Regions from separate parts of the Zea mays genome. Here region 1 is linked to region 2. A link is a contact called in public Hi-C data. All regions are on one chromosome and are shown on one strand. Each heading gives the region's core, a stretch centred on a gene start, on an enhancer-like site or on the middle of the called end of the contact. The rest is flanking DNA. Distances are from core to core; before and after follow the strand shown. Region 1 has its middle 18 kb from the start of LOC100273810. Region 2 has its middle 22 kb from the start of LOC100285702.

What was found. A called contact is a pair of places that touch in the nucleus more often than the background predicts.
Region 1: a contact with region 2 is called in a Hi-C map of bundle sheath, with 3 times the contacts expected there. The contact joins two enhancer-like sites. A contact is called at or near these places in 4 of 25 Hi-C or Micro-C datasets (bundle sheath and leaf).

The regions. Positions count from the first base shown.
Region 1 is chr1:231,644,154-231,647,601 of Zm-B73-REFERENCE-NAM-5.0, reverse strand. No RefSeq gene overlaps it. Among protein-coding and RNA genes, the nearest start is that of LOC100273810, 18 kb to the right of the region's middle. Within about 2 kb of position 2,106, at least 19 of the 20 cell types and tissues checked have an H3K27ac peak or open chromatin away from gene starts, as enhancers often do. A contact at or near this core is called in bundle sheath and leaf, where this site is marked.
Region 2 is chr1:231,562,273-231,565,529 of Zm-B73-REFERENCE-NAM-5.0, reverse strand. No RefSeq gene overlaps it. Among protein-coding and RNA genes, the nearest start is that of LOC100285702, 22 kb to the right of the region's middle. Within about 2 kb of position 1,654, at least 19 of the 20 cell types and tissues checked have an H3K27ac peak or open chromatin away from gene starts, as enhancers often do. A contact at or near this core is called in bundle sheath and leaf, where this site is marked.

The sequences.
Region 1 (3,448 bases), core at 857-3,356, 82 kb before region 2:
ATACCCCCAACCACCCACCATTCATTGTATCCAAGTTTTCAGCCTTCAAACACCTTACAAGAGCTATAACATTCAATACAAGACACAATCAAAGAGATCAAATCCTCTCCCAAGTCCAAAGATCATTCCAATCAAATAGTGACTCGTGAGAGAGAGACTTGTGTTCATTTGAGCTCTTGCGCTTGGATTGCTTTTCTTCTTCCTTCTTTCTTGATTTCAACTCAATTGTAGCCAAGGCAAGAGACACCAATTGTGTGGTGGTCCTTGTGGGGACTTAGTGTCCCGTTTGATTGAGAAGAGAAGATCACTCGGTCTAAGTGACCGTTTGAGAGAGGGAAAGGGTTGAAAGAGACCCGGTCTTTGTGACCACCTCAACGAGGAGTAGGTTTGCAAGAACCGAACCTCGGTAAAACAAATCACCATGTCATCCGCCTTATTTTCTTGTGATTTGTTTTCGCTCTCTCTTTCGGACTCGTTTATATTTCTAACGCTAACCCCGGCTTGTAGTTGTGCTCAAAGTTTGTAAATTTCATATTCGCCCTATTCACCCCCTCTAGGCGACTTTCATCGACTACCGATATATTTGTTACCCTTAATGGTATACAATCGTGTTACCCTCATCATACTAAGTTCATGTATGCATCTTTCTATTGTCATCTACATTTATATATCATTTTTCAAGATTAAACTGTAACTAAAAATGTCTAACATATCTTTGGTGATAAGATAGCCAATCTGAATATTTGGAAATCGACCTTCAAGGACAAACTTGGTTTTGTTTGTGTCAAGGTCAAGCAACTATCAAGTGCTCGATTATTTTTGTGTAGTTTTGTTGCTCTTTTTTCTTAGCTCTATGAGCTTTCTAATTTGTTTCTTATATGTATAAGAACTAGCATGAGTGATAGCGAGGACACGGGACTCGGGCAAATTCGGGAGGAGACATTGGTGCAGCGGGACTGGAGGGAGGGTGTGGAGCGGAGCACTTAGTTGGACGACGACGGCGAGGTAGGGAGTAGGCATGGACGCGAAGGGAGGATCGACATGGGAATCTGGTGTGTTGGAGGGGAGGGGCGGACCGCAGACATGATGCACATCACGTGTGCGGCTATTTTGAATCAAACAAAAATGTCGGGTTCGAGAACCAGGCCACGCGTCGGCACGCGAGAGGTTGAGGATGCTTGGAACGAGGAGTCCTCAATCCCCAGTGGCTTTTAATAAACGGGGATATTAGGGGACTCCCCTTCTAACAATTAAAAAGAAAAAAACAAGAACATGATGCTATCTTTCTTTATAAACCAAAGAAAAAAACAGAAAATGAGAACCATATCGTCGTTTAGTTTCTGTGGCTAAAGTTTAATCTGTGTCATATCTGATGTTTGAATATTAATTATGACTATTAAATATAGATTTAATTAGGTTTATTAATTTGTCTCGTCGTTTAGTTTTCATTTGTATAATTAGTTTCATAGCCTGGTTTAGTTTTTATTTGTATAATTAGTTTCATAGCGAGACTATATTTATTACTCTTAATTGTCATTTAGACAACCGATGTGACATGGACTAAACTTTAGTTTAATGGAACCAAAAAACTAAATAGACCCTTAGAACTTGTTTGAATGCATGTGGATTGAAGTACATATAATCCCTTGCTAATAAAAAAATAACTAGCCAAAGATTATATGCACCTCAACCTCAATCCCTATGCATCCAAACAAAGGACTCTAAGAGTCAAAATAGGGGATGGTATGTACTACTGATCGTCAATCCTGTTATAGGGCTCCTTTGGATTACAAAAATTTTAGAGAAATTATACACAAATTTCACAGAAATTGATTTATTTTTACAGAAAAACACAGAAAATAGAAAAAAATACATATTTCAGGCCTATTTTGGATACTCTAGTATTGAAGTGGTTTGGAAGGATTGGAGAGTGCATGAATCCACAATAGATTAAAAACTCTAACAATACATCTTAATCCACTCTCATCTCTTTCATTACTAGAGTAACCAAACTAGGGTTCAAAGGGATTCTATCCTCTCCTCCGCTTGGTTCGCGGGGCAGCCCAAAACGCCTTTAGAACTTTTCTGCTGATGGAAGAGCTGACGACGGCCATAGCCTCCCTTCTCGGCCATAGCCCATAGCCCCCCTTCTAGACAGTTCCGTCACATGGCAGACACTTAATTCAAACAATTAATTTCTTTAAAAAAACTTTTGTAAGTGCTCAGTTGTACTAGCACCAGTGCGGCGCCCATATGTGATTATATTTTCCCTATCTTTTTGTTTTTTAAAAGAAGAATATACGGTGATGTCCCGACAAGCTACCAGATCCATCTGCGAGTGTCCCTTTGGTTTGTTGAGTACTGTACCTGTACTACTCCGGAATGGCCGTTGGCCAACGCCCATCGTGCTCACTGCTCAGAGATCACAAGGGAGGCGTGGTAATTGTTTACGGTTGCGCATACAATCCACAGATCCCACGAAATGCACATGCTCAGTGAGGAGCCACACACGGGCCCACATTTCGCACTCCACCTGCCTAGTTCGCCTCGCTATTGACAACCAATGTCTCGTTCTGAGCTCCGAATCTTTTGCGATGGTGGGGTGATTGCGCGCGTCGTATAAAACACTAGTTTACACTAATTTATACTTGAACTATACTGTTTATATAATGCAGTTTGAGATAAGAGATGAGATACGAAAGAGGCTATAGCTGAATTGGTTAGGTGGTCTGAGTAGCATTTCTCAGATCCTGAGTTAAAATTCTAATGGAAACGAATTTCAAACTAAGATTAAAAAGTCACTCGCTGATTTTTCCTAGTTATGTGTACATATAAGATAGACTGATTTATAAGAGATGTATTCTCGTGTAAAGGCTAGGAAGGCTTAAAACGCACTTAGTAAAGTTCTGATTTATAGGGACCCTTGTGCTGCACTAGGGCTAGATTTCGCAATACAATACGGTGGATGATCTTTTCTCTATCGTATGAGATACCGTGGATGATCGGCTCTATCTCGGCCGAGAAATAAGAGATAGGATGACTAAGGGGGTGTTTGGTTACACCCCGCTAAAATTTAGCTCATGTCCCATCGAATGTTTGAAACTCCGTTCCGGTTATTAAATGTAGTCGGATTATAAAACTAATTTGTCAGCCGAAGATTAAAAGACGAGACGAATCTAGTCTAGTTGGTTGGGTCTATATTTCATACTCTTATTTAAAAGTCAAACGCTTAATGTGACACGAGCTAAACTTTAGCAGGAGCAACCAAACACCCTCTAAAACACAAGCTTTCAAGAGCGGTTGCCCGTGGCTTGAAGCGTTTCTTTTTCCCTCGTCAACGGTTACGCGTACCGCGTACGTAGCCCAAACCACGGCAACCCAACTGCTCCCAATACAAGACTCTGCAGGCTGCATTCCCTCCAAAAGAAAACCTCATCAAACAGACAAG
Region 2 (3,257 bases), core at 405-2,904:
TTCCTTTACCTCTGGCTCTGGCCAATGGGACAAAGGACCATACAACCACTCTCTGAAACGACACTTACGCCACCCGTATGGCTGCAGGAGAAAAAATTAGTAATTTATTGTAAATAAAAACTAGTTCATATATTTAGCGTATCAATGGGCTCACATAATCAATGTTCGGACAACAGAACTGCTTGTCATAGTCTTCGTCGATGACAGCACGGTCTCCACAATCGCATCGAGGCGGTGAGTCCATCCGTCTTTCTGTTGCTACCTCCTTCTCTGCATCCGTCATTGGTGGAGGATTCGGGGGAGGAGGTACCCAACGCTTAAAACGCTCATGACTGGTCCTTCCACTCAACCAATTAACGAAAAGAAGATATCGAGGGTCAAATTTATCAGGACCATCGATCCACTGGAAAAAGAAACACCTCTGATGTCCCTAAAATAATGGAAAGATGCACTATTACATATCTACAAAATAATGAACGCGAACAAAGTTAAGTGACAAGTCATAAGCTACGTACGTCCAAAGTGCCACAAAGGTAGTAGCAGCGAGCAGCCGTGTCTGGATGTTGTGATTGATGTACCCAAGCCAGTCTGCCACAGTCACAGTTAGGCACGGGGAGTTCCGGAGGAACAGGAGCATCCTTACTAGATACGTCCGGATATAACTCACGAGGACGACCTCTCTTCTGCCACAACGCCTCTCGGTACATGTCTTTCATCTAATAAACGATTATAATTATCACTTGTACCTATTATGCTTTATAATAAGTCTACACAAACTAATATTCGAAATAATAATATAATAGGTGTATACAAATTATTTAACTAACAACCCAATATACTAAACGAATCAGTTCGAAATCATACCTTGGCCTACGAAGTGAACCAACTCAAATCTTTGAATCCAGCAATTTTTGACGAAGTTTGGAAATGGAATGAAATGAGCTGCTCTCGGCCAGCCGCGCGGGCGTTTTTATAGGCATTTGTAGCTCGGCGCCAAGATCTGTGGCGCCGAGCTACGAGGCCGCGCCGCCGCCACGTCAGAGCGGCCACGTCACAGCTCGGCGCCATAGGCTGTGGCGCCGAGCTGTGTTAGCTCGGCGCCACGGCCTATGGCGCCGAGCAAAGGGTCCAAAACTGCATTTAAAATTTTTTTAGGTCTAAACGTAAATTTACTTCGGTTTAGGGGCTAAAATACAAAAAATTCGGTCAGACTGTCAGTCAAAAGGCATCCCATCGGCGCGACGTCACCTGTCTCCCTCTCCGCGGCGTCATCGCGCTGCCTGTGCCTGCTCCGCTTTTTCCCCCGCTTCGCATTCCGCGGCCGAGGGAGGGATTTCTTGCGTGAAGCCGTTGCCTTGTGCCGCCGGTGTGGATTAGGTGACGTGCCCCAGAGGAAGAGGAAACTGCGCGCGGTTGAGTTGAGTGGTGGTAAACCTGACCCTGGCCTGGTGTCCCGAACTCCCCCGAAAAACAATAAGAAAAATGACTTTGAACAGGTCAATGGAGTAAAGTAATAACGGAGAGGCAGGAAGCTTCTTCAGCTGCGTGTGCGACACGAGTTCGAGCAACAGCAACAGTCGACGCTCGACAGCTGCTGGGACTGTGGGGCTCGCGGTACGGTCTAGCAGTCTGCGCATGTTTTTAACAGGTCGCATGTCCTGTCCTTGTCTGGACTCTGGTTGCTGCAAAAGTCTCGACTCCGGAGTCTGGATCGACCGTGTGGCGAGCTGGCCACGCAGACGCAGCTTCCTTGTGGTCCAAGCCTAATCTTGGATTTGTTTGCCTAACAGCAGCGCTCACGGCCACCGCTGTCCACACGTCCAAAAGGGCGACAGCAACAGTGTATGTCCACCATTTTCACGGGTGACACCAGCATTGTGAGGAGACAGACAGTTCGGCGGCGGGTTTTTTTTTTCTTTCGTTGATGCGATTGCGCTGTGCGCCTGTGCCGGCATGTTCCTCCCCTGGCCTTACACGTCTGGATGATTTCAAATGCATTAGACTGTGTTCAACGCATCCCGCCAGCCTCCCTCTCCACTACCTGTGACGGCTACAGGCATCTCCTTCACCCTTCAACGCATGACGCTATATTTTCCTCTAGCGGCAACAGTGCAAGGGGAGAGGCCAGTACTCCGCCAGATTAAGAGTGCGCTGTGGCAGCCCCCTTTCCTCGCTATGCGTGCGCGTCAATGTTTGTTAGAGGAGAGAAAAATGATAATAGATGATGAAAAGATATGGAAAATAATATTTTATGGTTGTAGTGGGGTATAGGGGAATGATTTAGGGGGAACCGCTGTATACGGTGGAGATATAGGGGGAAGAGAACGTTGACGTGACACGTGAGTGGGATATAGGGGGAGAAATTTGGGGGTAACCGCTGAACGCAGTCTTAGCATGGCAGGGATGTACACTATCCATGTTTTTGGTTTTCGTATACGAAGAGCCTGACTCTCCATATGCATTGACCATGACTCGACTTATGTTTGATTCGCTGCATGTAGCCATACTGGCGCGCACACACTGATACAATCTAGACTTATTTGTCCGCATCCACTTATACGCAGAAATTGGTCGTACCAAGTGAAACAGGCTCATGCGAGCTTGGCTACGCACGTCCATTCATCCAATCATTCTTGAGCTATACATACATGTACAATGGTGTTATAGCTTGGAGCAACTATGACGAGGTCGAGGAGATACCTGCGCGAACGTTGATTCGCATGCCAGCATTGTCCCATTTTTATATACACGATGTGAAGAGGCCCCACAACCAATAAATTATTGTGCCTCCAATTAAGACATGGCGGGTAGAGTCGAGCTCGATCCTCTAGCGAGATTGGCTTAAGATCAACCCAATATTCTCCCTATTGATCTCATACCTAGTCACTTAAACTTAGAACTTTTCTTAATAGCTTATTTTTTAGCTTGCAGGCTTTACTCCTCAATAGATTAGTACACCAAGATCAAAGCATTATAATAGCTAGTTACACAGTACTAAACTCAACGACTATAGTGCACCTTTCTACATCAAAGCGAAGAACTTATTCTTGAGGAAGATAGTTACATCAATTAATACAGAATCTCGGGTACTCCATTAAACCCCAAGCCCTACGTATTTTCTAAATATGTTGGGTGAAAGTCCTTTAGTAAGCGGATCCATGAACATTTGCTCTGTCCTTATATGCTCAAGTTCATTTGTTTGATCCTGGATTTTGTTCTTTTCAATGTTTTACTCATTGTGAATGTGTATGGCAGCA